3 separate regions of the Anser cygnoides genome follow, and all the other regions are linked to region 2. Evidence: chromatin contacts called from public Hi-C data. All regions are on one chromosome and are shown on one strand. Each heading gives the region's core, a stretch centred on a gene start, on an enhancer-like site or on the middle of the called end of the contact. The rest is flanking DNA. Distances are from core to core; before and after follow the strand shown. Region 1 overlaps LOC106046408 (a long non-coding RNA gene). Region 2 overlaps EGFR (epidermal growth factor receptor). Region 3 has its middle 27 kb from the start of SEC61G.

Region 1 (4,723 bases), core at 87-2,586, 150 kb before region 2:
AGTGTGCTACTGTACAAGAGCAAAAATGAGGAACCCTTCCTCTCCCATCCTCTCCTCAACCAGATTTGAGCTTTGTTGGGTTAGTCTCTGCACTGTGATTGCTGCAAATTAGCCTGTTTTGATGTGGCCAAAATGATTAGAAGCATTCAGCTAGGAAAACATTCATCTCCTGGCTTCATGGATGAATCACAGTCTCCATATACCTGCCGGCAGCACCTTTCTTCAGGGCTTACCTGTCATAATGGTGATCTCAGTGGAAGTCATGAGTCACTTCCAGAGTTTGTGAATCACTGAGCTCAATCCAAAGACTTAGATAACAACATTGTGGAAGAATTACAGACCATAATAGAAAACTCTGTAATTCCATTAAGTTTAAATCCATCTGTACATTATTATAAGAGGGTGCAATTATCTGTGTGTTCTAGAACTGTCTTTAAGAGTCCGTAGACCTTTGATATCTCTAAAGCCCTAGCCTCATTTTGGGTGATTTTCTATCTTCTGGAGCACTCTTTCACAATGAAGAATCATACCAGGATGTTTAATTTAGATTCCATGTGAATTAACTTTCAACTGAGCTCCTCCTTCCTGCTCATTGCTTTACGTGATATTGGGCTGAAGACACTGGGAGTCTTTGATTTTGATTTAAGCAGAGCCTGGATTTTAGCTTCACACTCTTGCATCTATTTCTGATGAAAACCTTGAACCCTTTGACATTTAACCGCTGAATCTGGTCCACCATTTTAGTTGTTCAAAGGGGTTTTTTTTTTTGCAAAGCCCAGCATATGAGTTCCCTGTTTTTTTAATTCAAGCTGTTCTTGAAAAATGATAAAAACAGACTGAAATAACAAAGCTACTTCTCTTGTTTTACTTGTAGAGCTGAGAAACAGCTAAGCAAATGTCAGCCAGATTTAATTCAAAAAGAAAAATAGCCTTCTATCTTATGTGCCAAACTTCACTTTGAATAATAATAAAGCCCTGAAATTGCCTATAGCTAGGCTCTAACTGTAAAAAAAAAAAAAAAAAAGGGGGGGGGGGGGGGAGTAGGATTGGAAACAATTGTTGCAATTCACTGATGCTAGACACAATAGGGAGCAGCTTTGCATTGTTAGTAATGAGTGACGAAATTAGATCTCCGAGACTAGAAAATTAGTTATATCATTTGTCCTCTCTTTGGACAAAAGGAGAGCATGGGGTGGATGTGATAGCTGTCCTGCGTCCTCGTTGCCTGGTGGACCCCTTCGTTTTGGGCACACAAAGTATGCTGGAACATTGTGTTTCTGTTTTAGCAGATGAGTGGAAATGACGCACCAGCATGATGATGCCAGAAGTATGGTGAAAAAAATAAATAAAAATCTTCTAGATAGTACTTTTTAAGCTGCTCTCACAACAGCCATTTAAAAGAGATAAGAGGACAGCCATGCTTTTCTTCTCGACTGAGAAGGTAATCTTTCTCAGGAACAAATGAGGGAAATGTTTAATTACCCTTCTGAGAAAGGCAGCAGAGACAAGCAATGAGCTTTCTACAGTGTGTTTGCATTTGTGTGTGTGTGTGAACAGTTCAGGAGAAAAAAAGTGTTTTCAGTTTCCCTAGTTATTTATTACACATCTGCAGCTTGCCTAATTGAACACAGAGAGGTTATCACTTCCAACAAAACAGTCACCAGGGAATACTGATTTTTTTTTTCCAATCAACTTTCCCAGTGGCTGAAAATTGTTAATGTTTATTAACAGAAGAAAGTCAAAGTTAAAGCGGGGAGGAAAATCAATCAGTGAGCTAACAGGGAAAAAACCTGCAACTGCTAGTTCTCAATACACTATTAACTGTTCATCAGAAGTGTGCTAGCAGTCACTCAGGCTCATTCAGAATAGCTTTTGTGATAAATGTGGTGGCCAGAGAATGTCCAAATATAAAGATAAAAATAAAGATCATTTTTTTCTACCTTATAACATAGTCTAGGAAGCTAGGTTATAATTGTATCTAGGAATATTTTAGTGACACAGATGCATAGTTTTTAACTACTACATCTAGCTTTACTGCTAGAAATGTCAGAGGAAGTGATAAGAGCCACCTTGTGAATATGTTTTAATGGAAAGCCTAATACCCTATGGATTAGACTGCAGCTATCCCTCAGATGAAATTACAGTTAAGTGTGTGTGCCCAAAAGGCTTTCGTCATCTGTGCCAATGCTGAATTCAGCCTGATGGGATGATTTTGACATAGTAAAGACTTAAGGATTGGCATGTTTTCAAAGCTGTACATTCTGCTTTAACTGCCACACCCCTATTAATATCAATGGGTGTTAGGCAATGAAACCAACACTTCTCGATTTGAAATTCTGTTCCTGAGTGTCATGGTAGGTTTACAGTATACTACATATCAAACCAAAAGGTTATATCCAGGGCACAATGTCCACTTGTAATCATCCAGAAATACAGACAGTGGGATTTCTCCACAGCTGCAATAACATCACTGTAGGATGTTATGTGTGGGGCCACTCATGTAAGCTCCATAGATCATAGATATTCCCTGGAACAAGATGCAAGATCTGATTCGTAATCCTGTCCCATTAGGTCTGAGTGTGTTCAAACTTTCAGAAACCTCCTCCTGAGGAAGACTGGGGGAGAAGAGGGATGAAAAATAAGCCTCAGGTTACTTGGTCCTCTTCTGTCCTCTAATCCTACCATCTTCATTCGTAAGCCTCTCCTGGGAGTTGTTTAGTATTACATTCCTGTCCTCTTTCTTTGTGCTTCAGCTTTGCACTGTCTGAAAACTCAGTGCACTTATTACCTGTCTAGTTTTGGCAGTTCCCATCCCGTGTGTAAATACAGTTAAAATGCATTCAGTACGCAATCACATAATAGGCTTTTGTTTCTGTTTGGTTTCTAAACAGAAATAAATAAATAAATAACTCTCACTCTCGGTTTTTAAACAAATGGCATTTTTTATATTATGGGAAAAAGTCACAGGGAAGAAAAATCACCATTTTTCCATCATCAATGGAAATACTTTGCGCTGCTTGTAGAGAACTGACATAGGAAAACAGAAGCTGAGTACCAAGGCCAGTGAAAATGTCTGAAGTTGTTTAAACTTCCAAAGCCGGAAGGTCACATTGTAAGACAAACATGTGCTGCCCCATTAGGTCACTCCACAGGATTCCATTCTGTTAATTTTGCTTTAAAATATCTCTGATTCCTGTTAAAAGTGCATCCTCAGGGTCATGCTGACATTTGTCTCCTATGTGTTGTGTAACTCAGTTTCCTGAATTCTGCACTGCGCAAAATATTTCTGGATGGTAAGAAAACCATCTTTTACATCTTAAAATGAGGGCTGAATTGTAAACTGGATGTATGGAAAGAGCATTTCCACAAGGTAGTGGGCGCTACACGCATATAACTCAGAGTAAAACGTAAACTTTATCTGGAAGTGTCTAAAGCACAAAACATTGTTAAGCACAGCACTAAGAAATGTAGTTAAGGTTCCAGAGAGTGAAAATGGGAACAACATTGAACTTATCTCCCTTCACAGTTCTAAGTAAATGACATTTTTGCACAGATCCTGCCACGTCGACTGCCTGGATTTGGCAGTGTTGAGGTTTCGTGCTCAGCTGCTCTCTCACAACCAGCCTTCCTTCTTTGATCTTGCCTGCTTTCCCCCCGGTGCAGTTTGGGTCCTCCAAGCTGGCCAGGCAAGCCATCAGGGAGCTCTGTCAAACTCTGGCACAAACGATCTTTGCAGTCGTCCCTTTGCCTGCAGGAATGAACCATCAAGTTTCAAGTATAATTTGCAGCATGAATCCAAACTTTGTGGCCCTGGCTTCTTTCTGATGAATATGACATCTGATTAATTCTATGCACATGTTCCAAAGTACCAATCTTTGTTTGTCTAGAGTCTGGTATATTTAACAGCTTGGGAATTAAGACAATGCCAGCTACGTCTGTTTCTATTAGACATATAGAAGATATGTAGCTCTCCAATGTAAGCATAGGCATGTATATGTGGAAAATATGTTCTAAATCTCTTCTGAGGAAGTAGCAGTGTCTAAAATATAAGGGAATGATCCTTTTAGCTTAAGTAGTTCTAATCAAAACCATTCAAAGCACCCAAAAGAACCATTATAAAATTCATTTCACCTTTACCTAAGAGTTGGCAAGCTTCCATGGATGTATCCCAAAGTCTGCTATGGATGGTTTTGAATCTGAGAAGCAGTATGTGTTGAAGTGGTGTTTGGATCTGCAATGGCAGCACATGTTCAACTGTGTATTTAAAAACGGAACTGAAAGGATGAGGAACAAAATACTTGGTTCTCCTCACACCAGACATGTGGGAAGATGTTTTTGTGAGAGGGAAGAAATGTTGCTGAGATTCTGGGAAGCTTCTGCCTGGGACTTGAAAGGGTGATGTTCTCCAGTAGACAAAAGACAGAAACATCAGAAAGCTCTAAAGGGATTAAATTGTCTTGGCTGGGATGAGCCAAGGTTTACAGTGTGGATTCATGTCTGCTCAATGTACTCCAGAAAACCCAAGTCGATCACATTCCTTAGCATGGTGCAGCGCCTCACTGCATTGACCAAAAGGCAGAAAGCGCAGTCTTGCATTTATCACCTGTCTGCCCAAGGGTAAAGAGCATGTTGTCCCAGGGCATGTCAACCGAGGCACATGTTCATGTATAGGACCCTGTCAGACAGCATAACCATTCTAGGATACATTCCAACAGTTTCTCTT
Region 2 (4,284 bases), core at 952-3,451:
TATTTCCTTTTTCTTCATTCTGGTAAGAGTATCACTCAGTGAAAACTGAAACTGGGATTCAACTTTATTTGCTAGAGTTTTCCAGGTAAAGCAGTGATTATCCCTGTGAAAAAGGATACTTTGTCCCTGCTTCAGTGGGCTGAGGACAGGAAAAGAAAAGGTGCTGATCAGATAGCTTGAAACAAGAAACCCGAGTAAAACTGGAGATTTATTTTTTCATTCACTCATTTTTGGCCAATTTCCTTAGTTATGCAGACTAATAGGACTCAAAAGAGTATTTTCTTTTCATTTAAATGAGCATATAGGTAAATGCATTCAACCAGAAAAAAAATATGTAGTAGTTCAAACCTGTTTTTGTACTTTTTCCCCTTTTAAAGTCATTTAACGGTGAAATGTCAGAGTGCTCCTCTTAGTGCACTTAAAATAAATGTCATTCTAAGTTAATACGGATGCAGAGGTCTACAAAACAAAAACAAAAGTACCTTACTGATGTGTTGCTCCCAAATGTCTGGAATAAGTGTCCCTTGCTTGGGGAGGTCTGATAAAAATAGAACATGGTAAGTGTCTTGTTTTATTTTTCTTGCACTGAAATGCTTGCATCAAGAAGTTATGAGTCTTGCAGCAAAGAACAGCTCTTTCTGAGGTTATTTTTTCCAAATTTGCTTACTCTTTGTCTCTGTGGTGACACTCTAGATTCAAAATACCTAGAGCTGCTGTGAAATCATGATGGGAATATTCCTTTTAGACTTGAATAAGTGGACAGCCGTCAAGGTAACAATTTCTGATAATCATTTACTACGTGATAACAGGCACCAACCCTTGCACTGCATTCAACCATGGTAAATGATTGTACCTTTATGGAGGATTTTTAACATGTCCTTCTTCAGAGAAGCAAGTCATATATGATACTGGGAAACAGCACAGGCAAAAGTCAAGGTTAGTGCATAAGCAGCTTTAATTTAAAAGCAACTTCTCAACCATGACCATGACAGCTGACTTCTAGTGTGATTATGGTCTGGTCCCATCATTTTTAGAGCAGTCTTTTTCTCAGTGGAAGCTGTACTCTCAGATACCTGTAGAGCTGCACAGATGAGGTCCAAGTAGCCCTGTAGGCTTCGACAGCAGCACAGGTCCTTTCTTTTTAATATGTTGCTGCAACTCATAGTTCAGACTGAGCCAGCATCAGACGCACATCAGATCAGACTTGCCAGATTTAACTTGTTTCTTAGAAGTCTTTACCAGGCAGCTTTTAGGGGGAAAGGGAAAATTCAGTAAAGGCAGAGGGCAAAGACAGAAGTGTTGGGTTGGCTTGGTGCTATCCATCTACCTGGGGATGGGTTTCACCCCCTCCTGGAGACCCCATTAATGCACTTGAAGGGCACAGTACCACTGAGGTATCACGAGAGGAGCAGTTTAACAAATGGCATGTGCTACGCTGTGTGCTGGCGAAGCTCTAGATGCCAGTCTGTGTCCTGCAGCTCCCACAAGAGCTTTTGGCTCCTCCATTCTTTCCCCACCACAGGTCTGCGGCTTAGCAGCCAACTACCTTGCCACAGATACTGAACGAGGTTTTTCAAACCACAGGGGCTGCATTGATGCATGATTCAAAACTATGGGATGTGGTGATAACGCTTTTCACCAGCAGACCTGGCTTCCCTTTCCACACACCCCCCCCCCCCCCCCCCCCCCCCTTCTTCTCCAGAAAGGTTTATTTCCAAGGTCAGTCATAAGGGTTTGTGTCAGACCTTGAGTCACTTCCGACACTATTCTCATGTCTGTTCAGTTGGTTGTTTTAGGAGCTTCTGGAATTGCTTTATCTTTGTTTCAGCATGAAAGATGTCTGTCTTTTTATATGTGAACTCTGTTGTTTATTTAATAACAGCCTTTCTGGGAACAAAAACTTAGCCACTAACCAGAAAAAACATTTTATAATCACAAGGGTTCCTGGATTAACTCTTCTCCATTCCTCAGAGAATGCCGAAACTGGAGGAAACAAGCTTAGACTTTTCTTTAAGTCGCTTAAAAGTGACTAACATCACTTTTTCCAGTCCTGCAGAATGATTTTGCTACCTCTTAAGGTTTTGGATGAGCTAACGGCTGGTGAATGTTTGGTGTTGGGGGCTTACTAAAATAAAAGTGCAAAATTTGCTGTCACTCAGCTTATTTTTTTTCCTCACTTTCATTTTCTCATCCAAGGGCAGAAAGTTTAGGAAGAAAAAATTGGGGAAATATCAGGAAGAAGTTGTGAGAAATTAAATCCTGACTATTTGCACCAGAAATCTGCTGAAGCATTTTTTTTCCATCTCATCTGCCACAGGCTCACTTGTGCATTTCAGCAATCTGTTCTTCCCACTTTCTTCCTCTGTTACCTTCCCAGTGCCTCCACGCAGCCTCCAAGACCTGGGGCTTCTTTACCCTCCTCCACGTTTCTGTTTTTTTAAACCTATTCCCTGCTCAAGCGAGAAGCAGCATATTAAGGCTACTAGACCAAAATAGAAAGTTTTGGGGTGTTTGGGAGTTTGGTTTTCTTTTTCTGTTTTGCCCTTTAAATACTAACTCTGAATACTCAACCTCTTTTATCTGCTGTTTGTAATGTGTGTTACATGTGGATTTTCTGTTCAGTTCAGAGTGCACAGAGATCAGAGGTCATTGCAGCCTCTGTCCGTACAGTCTGTCCCCTTAGCTCCAGTTACAGACCAGTGCTTTCCAGTTTGCTGTTGCTGTTCAGTGCTTGGCATGAGCCAAGCTGGTGGCCAGTCTGATGCTGCACAAAACAGAGGAGAAGGTGTAATGTTGTGAGGAGCCCCAAGCAGATCTAGCACACCCTTCTTCTGCCAAAGAAATGGCTGCTGTCTCGGGGTTTTCATATTCAACGCTACTAAAAGGACTTTAAAGGGGCTTATTAGAAAAGAATGGGAAATGCATGCCCAGAAAAGAAGGTAGAGAGCAGTGAGGGACTGGGGAAGAACAGAAAACTTCTACATAATTAGGGCAGCTTAGACAAGAGCGTAAAGAAAACAAGGGGCGAGGAAGTAAGTGGAAAAATACAGACGTGGTCTGATTGCAGTAGCAGGAAGTGATAGGTGGAAAGTTTACATTTGGTAGAAGAGCTGGTGAGCAGATTTAGGGAGGTGGGTAGCATCCTGTGAGAGGCAGTGTGGTGAGGTGCTCTTAGCTGCTGAATTTTGTAACAACTTCTGTGTTGACAGAGTGAGCTGAGCAACAAGGAGGTGGGAGCTTACAGCAAGCAGGGAGCACTCGATGGACCAGGAGGTCCAGGAAAGGATGGACCAGGACCAGAACAGGAAAAGTTTTTAATGATTTGGGAGAGGAAAGTCTGCTGGGATTCTGAATCTAAGGCGCACTGTCTTCCAAATGTGGTGTTGAGTTTTCTTCTCACTGCTTTCACCTTAAAAGAAAACAGTGAATATAAAAAACACAAGTTAGTGTCTGGAACATATGGGTTGAGCCTGAGGAATTGTAATTATACATTGCTGGCTTAGATGTTTTCCTAATGGGTCTAGCAGCTTTAGCCCACCAACAATATCAAATATGCAAGCAAAAAGGTTAACAGCAGCAAATATCCTTCACTGAGGTGACTTCAGTGAGCAATAACCTTTTTGAAGTTCTGAAAGAATGAAATGACTTCATGCAGAGTTGGCGTATTGGAGGGAAAAGAAAAGATACGGGTGGGTGCCAATTGTTTTGCATTTGCTAACCAGTTGTTTCAGTGTAAAATCAGGGGAGAAAAGATAACCCAGTGTAAAGTGTGCACATTTTTAGTTGTCTGTTGTTGAAAATGATTAGATTTCCTTGAAGCCATTTTTCCTTCCCTCCTCTTTTTACCTGTTAGTTTTTTTTTTAACTAACGGGGATGTTCCTGTGTTCATTTGCTGGTGTCACTGCTGCCCACCTGCATGTAGCCAGGTGCAGAGGGGCTACTGGGGGGGTGACATGTCGCTGCTGCCCCTCTGCATGTACCTAGGTGCTGAGGGGCTGCTGGGGAGCTGCAGCTGTTCCCTGCCAGGGTGGGAAGCATTGTGCCACAGCCCCAGCAGCTAGCACGTATGTGCAAGGCGTGGGCTTCACGTCCTGCGATAGAAACTTCGGGGGGGGTCACACGAAAAGAGGGTCCTCGTGGCTTAGGTGAAGTACGCAGTGGGGTTTTTAGGAGGAGAAAAAAAAAAAAAGTAAAATTTAAATTAGAAAAACGAGGGAGAAAGAAGGCAGGAAGGAAACAACCAGAGTTTTCAGCCTGCATACTTAGCACTCATCCTTGTGTTT
Region 3 (4,350 bases), core at 735-3,234, 190 kb before region 2:
AGGAATGTGTAAACTAAGTCCTTACTGGATGTGTTATCCCACAAAATGATCACTGCCTCAGCTTCGGTGAGACCACTGCCTGCAAATCCAGCCCCCAGTAACTACTCACAAGTCACAAGATTTTGGCCCCCCTACAGGATCTGGCAGAAAGCAAAGGGGAGGTGGAAATTAAGGAAACATTTCATCATGCAGATAGGCAGTTGAGAAAACCCCATTACCATAAGAGGAAGTACACCTTTGCTACGACTGGGGAGATTTGTACTGGGAATTATAGGAGCTTGCTGACTTTAGTGGAATTAGCTGTGTAGGAAGGTAGAGAAAGTATTTAGCAAATTAACTGGCAAAAAAAAAAAAAAATCTTGCAACATATATCGTTTCATACAACATTTTTCCACACATGTATTTTTATCAATTGGAGCCAGTCTTCCTGGGGGCTGCTGGGCTTGGGATGTTTGTCCTTTTATTTGTCCAAAGAAGAAATGGATCCTGACAGAATAAATAGACTTATCTGTGCTGCTCTGAGATTTTTTTTTTTTTTATCATTTTCTGGACAGGCCATGTTTTTATGTCTGTAATGCATTACAGTGTTTTATGAACACAGTTTTCCAGCTGATCGGTCAATACCAGACAGAGCAGTGGCTTTGGTGATGTGGATGTTTGTCAGTGGGAACTGGAGTTCTTAGTTCATGTAACGGTGGCCACTGAACTTATTACATGAAAAATATAAACTGTAGTAACAAGAGATGGTGACTGGAAAACCTGAGAGATAAGCTCTCTCTAGAGATACATTCTTAAAGTAACTGAATCCATTCAAATAACCACAAGAAAGGGCATTACAAGGTTTCCACAAATATTCCCTTGTTCTTTCTGGGAAATGTGTTCATTTTTAAAACTGTGAAAAAGATGCATATTTACTGTGTTCAGCATGGTTTCATATTTCTACGTGAGGGGAGGAAGCTAGACTAAAGAGCTGTGCTGGGCACAATGACAACTAAGGAGAAAAAACAATCACAGACCCAAAATAAGGAGAAAAATTATTAAAGGTCCACTGAAGCCATCCAAACAGTTTTGGGGAATAAATCCTTGTAAAAAGTGACACCTGTCTTTGCCCCCATAGCGTACAGTGATGTTAAGTTCACAACACTTAATATGGTACCACACCTGGGATATTGTATGGCATTTGTCTTGGTAAATTCAGAGAGAAGACAGATGGTGTTTCTGTGCTATCATTAACTCTCTTTCCAGCCTCTTGTTCTTCAGATATGGAGGAACACACACACCTTCCCTGTCTGGGAAATGGGCAGCTTACAGGAAGACTATCCCCTGGATGGGTACTACCAGGAGGTAGTGCCAGCAAACAGGAGATAACACACTGGGGCTGGCCAAGGGCACAGTATTTATTGTTCAGGACCAGGCAGCCAGCTCTCAGTTTCGACATAGTGCCGAGCCACTTCTGCTTCACTTTGCCTTGCCCTGAATTCTTCAGCAGCCCTTGGGCTAGCCATTTGTTTGTCTTGAGAAACACAGGGGATTACTTCTTTAAATTTTTGGCTGCTGCAATGCCTTGCAGCTTCCCAGAAAGGGTTTTTATAGGTTTATTTGAATTTTGACCACATATAATTGGAAGAGTAATCAATTATTGCATTAGCAATGAACTGAGCACAAGTTCAAAAAAACCTTGTGAGCCCCCATTAAACACTCATTGTCTGCATCCTGCATTCCCACATTCCCACACTGAACGTAACCACACTTGCAGGAAATCTGCCTGCGAGGCGGCTGCCGTGGCTGGGGAGCAAAGGGAGCGCGCGAACGAGCAGGGAGGCAGGTCCCCGCTCACAGCAGATGGAGCAAACATGACACACAGGCTCTCTGAAGGGATCATGCCCTTTTGTGGCTTCTTTCTACTGAAAGCCAAAGCTACTTTTTGATCCTGGCACTTAAAAATATTCAACAATTTCTTTGATTTCCTGGTATTCTCTGTATTTATTCCTTCTTGTCCAGCAACACCAATGTTATTTGCAGGTTATCCTATATAATTCACTTATGGTGTCTGTAGTATTTTTATATCCATTTTGCAACAGTGCAGGACAGCAAGGGCATTTTTCTGCAATTCTTCAACACTAGTGAAACTCTACTTTTGTGTTTCCTAACATTTTCGCAACTTTGAACTCTGCTGAACATCCAATGGGATATGCCTTCTAGGCATACTTTGATAATGATCGTGTTCTCTGTGAAGTCTGCCTGGTTTATTATACTTTTGAGTTAACTTCTGTATTCAACATGTACCAGGATGGCTTTTTTAACTCTTACCTGCTCCGATGGATTTGCTTGCTGATCAATACTGATTTACCCTAGGATTTGCTGATCAGTTGGCTTTGTTTCTGGCTTACAGCAGTGTCAGTGATGCATTCAGAGCTTGATCAGCTCGTTTGCTAAAGCGCAGCAGACTATTTCATACTTGTACTGGTTCTGCACTGCTTTTATGAACTACAATGATATACACAATTGAATAGCCAGTTGCATTGCTTATTCACGGACACGAATCAAAGGTGTTATGTGAAAAGGGTGCCACGTTTCCAGTCTCTCTTCCACACACACACAAGCACTGTGGGACTCTGTGGATGGGCTACTGCCCTGTTCCCTCTGGTAGGCAATGCAAATTGGGGCTCCTTCTGAAGGCATTAAAAGATTAAATGGGATTTCCATATTATAAGTGAGAAAATGCAAACATGCAATAAGGGGTTGGGTGTCAGAGCTTCGTAATGGAGGTTCTTGGTTGGTGGTTTTGTCATCTTATGAGACTTTTAGGTAAAGGGTCAGGATTATAAAAGGAAAACAAAACAAACCAAAACAACAAAAAAAAAGTGACCTTTTCATCCTCCTATCTCAATCTGTGCCTATTTACTATTTAGGGAGCATGTGTGTGCCCCTAGTGTGAAAATAGTTTTCTTTTTGGAAGATCATGTTTTTAATACTGTGGTGCTGGAGAGACTAAGAAATCTTGCAATCCAGGCTTCAATCAAATGTGCAGTTTCTCAGGAGCAACCAGCTTGACAGTAAAACCTGGTAGCTTACATAAATAGCTTACTGTCAGGTGCTTCGGTTTGCAGGGGGGTACGTATCTCTGTTCTTGTACAGACCCCATCAGTCAAACTGGCCCCAATCTTCAGAAGTATATGGTGGTGTCTATCCAATTCCCAACTAGTTTTATAGAGGAGTCTTGTGTCTAATATATATATATGTATATACACATACATATACTGTCTAATATATGTTATATATTTATTAGAAATTTGCCTCAGCTATTCACTATATTTTGGTATCCCAGCCCTCCCCTGCCGCCTTTTTACTGATGAATTTAAGTCAATCTGGTTTTCCTCTGAAGTAGTACATGCCTGAGGCCATATTCAAAACTTTAGCTACAAATTTATTTTACACGCATGGCATTCTTTGCTTTTGTTTGTTCTGTTCTAACCAGATTGGATTCATCGTGTCTCCTAAATAAGAAGTTATCGGCAACAGCAAGAATGAGTAAGGAGGTTACGTCTAGATGGCAGTGTTACTTCAGAAGAACATGAAAAGCCCTTCCAGTTCTGCATGGATTAAACCTGATTGACCTTACTTAGCAGGAGGAAAGCATGCCAAGAACTTATCTTGTACAACCCGTTAGTAAACTTCAAGGTTTCCTGAACCTTAGAAGAGTCATTTTATGTCTCTTTACAAACCTGTTCCACCTGTCTGCAGCTTGTCAATATTTATCCTGTGGCTTATTAAATTCCCAGGCCTCATAAAATGCATTGATCTGTTTTGTTTAACTATTTCTGTGACTGTTTGCTTCTAAGTGTAAATCATGACGTGATATAAAATTATATTGAAGTCCAAACCCTAGGCTCACAGTAACATATTCATAATATATATTTTTCTGCTAATAACTAAATAATCCATTTCATAAACCAACAAACATTACTAAATACTTAATTTTTACCTCTCCAAAGTCTGTGCACCGAAAAGTGTTTCTTGTGAGAGCATGTGAATCCCTGCCAAGTATTGTTTGCATTGTTTTATTTTTTAAAGAACAAGTCTCGTATTAGCATCCAGTCCCTGTGGTCACAGCTGTGTCATGCCATTGATATTCTGTTCTAGTACTGCAGAGCCTTTTAAAAGCGTTTCAGCAATGTTCTGTGTTATTCTGAACCTCTGCAAACTTTGTGTGTACCTCGATTTAGATATGTGGATCAGCCTGTAGGTTTTCAGCCCAGAATAATGCTTTTAGGATGTTCCCATTGGCTTTATTTTTGGTTCCATTTTCCACCTAATGTCACCCAACCTTTTTGGTCAGGCTCCTTTTTT

What was found. Hi-C and Micro-C count contacts between places; a contact is called where the count stands out from the background.
Region 1: a contact with region 2 is called in a Hi-C map of liver, with 8 times the contacts expected there. The contact joins two enhancer-like sites. A contact is called at or near these places in 2 of 7 Hi-C or Micro-C datasets (both in liver).
Region 3: a contact with region 2 is called in a Hi-C map of liver, with 4 times the contacts expected there. The contact joins two enhancer-like sites. A contact is called at or near these places in 2 of 7 Hi-C or Micro-C datasets (both in liver).

What each region holds. Positions count from the first base shown.
Region 1 is chr2:59,088,040-59,092,762 of Taihu_goose_T2T_genome, forward strand. LOC106046408 (a long non-coding RNA gene) reads right to left here. Exons shown (of 3, transcript XR_001213225.3): 3 at 3,200-3,748. Among named protein-coding and RNA genes, the nearest start is that of SEC61G, 63 kb to the left of the region's middle. Within about 2 kb of position 1,337, at least 1 of the 3 cell types and tissues checked has open chromatin away from gene starts, as enhancers often do. A contact at or near this core is called in liver, where this site is marked.
Region 2 is chr2:59,241,685-59,245,968 of Taihu_goose_T2T_genome, forward strand. The region is part of intron 1 of EGFR (epidermal growth factor receptor); the gene reads left to right. Among named protein-coding and RNA genes, the nearest start is that of EGFR, 68 kb to the left of the region's middle. Within about 2 kb of position 2,202, at least 2 of the 3 cell types and tissues checked have open chromatin away from gene starts, as enhancers often do. A contact at or near this core is called in liver, where this site is marked.
Region 3 is chr2:59,052,192-59,056,541 of Taihu_goose_T2T_genome, forward strand. No RefSeq gene overlaps it. Among named protein-coding and RNA genes, the nearest start is that of SEC61G, 27 kb to the left of the region's middle. Within about 2 kb of position 1,985, at least 1 of the 3 cell types and tissues checked has open chromatin away from gene starts, as enhancers often do. A contact at or near this core is called in liver, where this site is marked.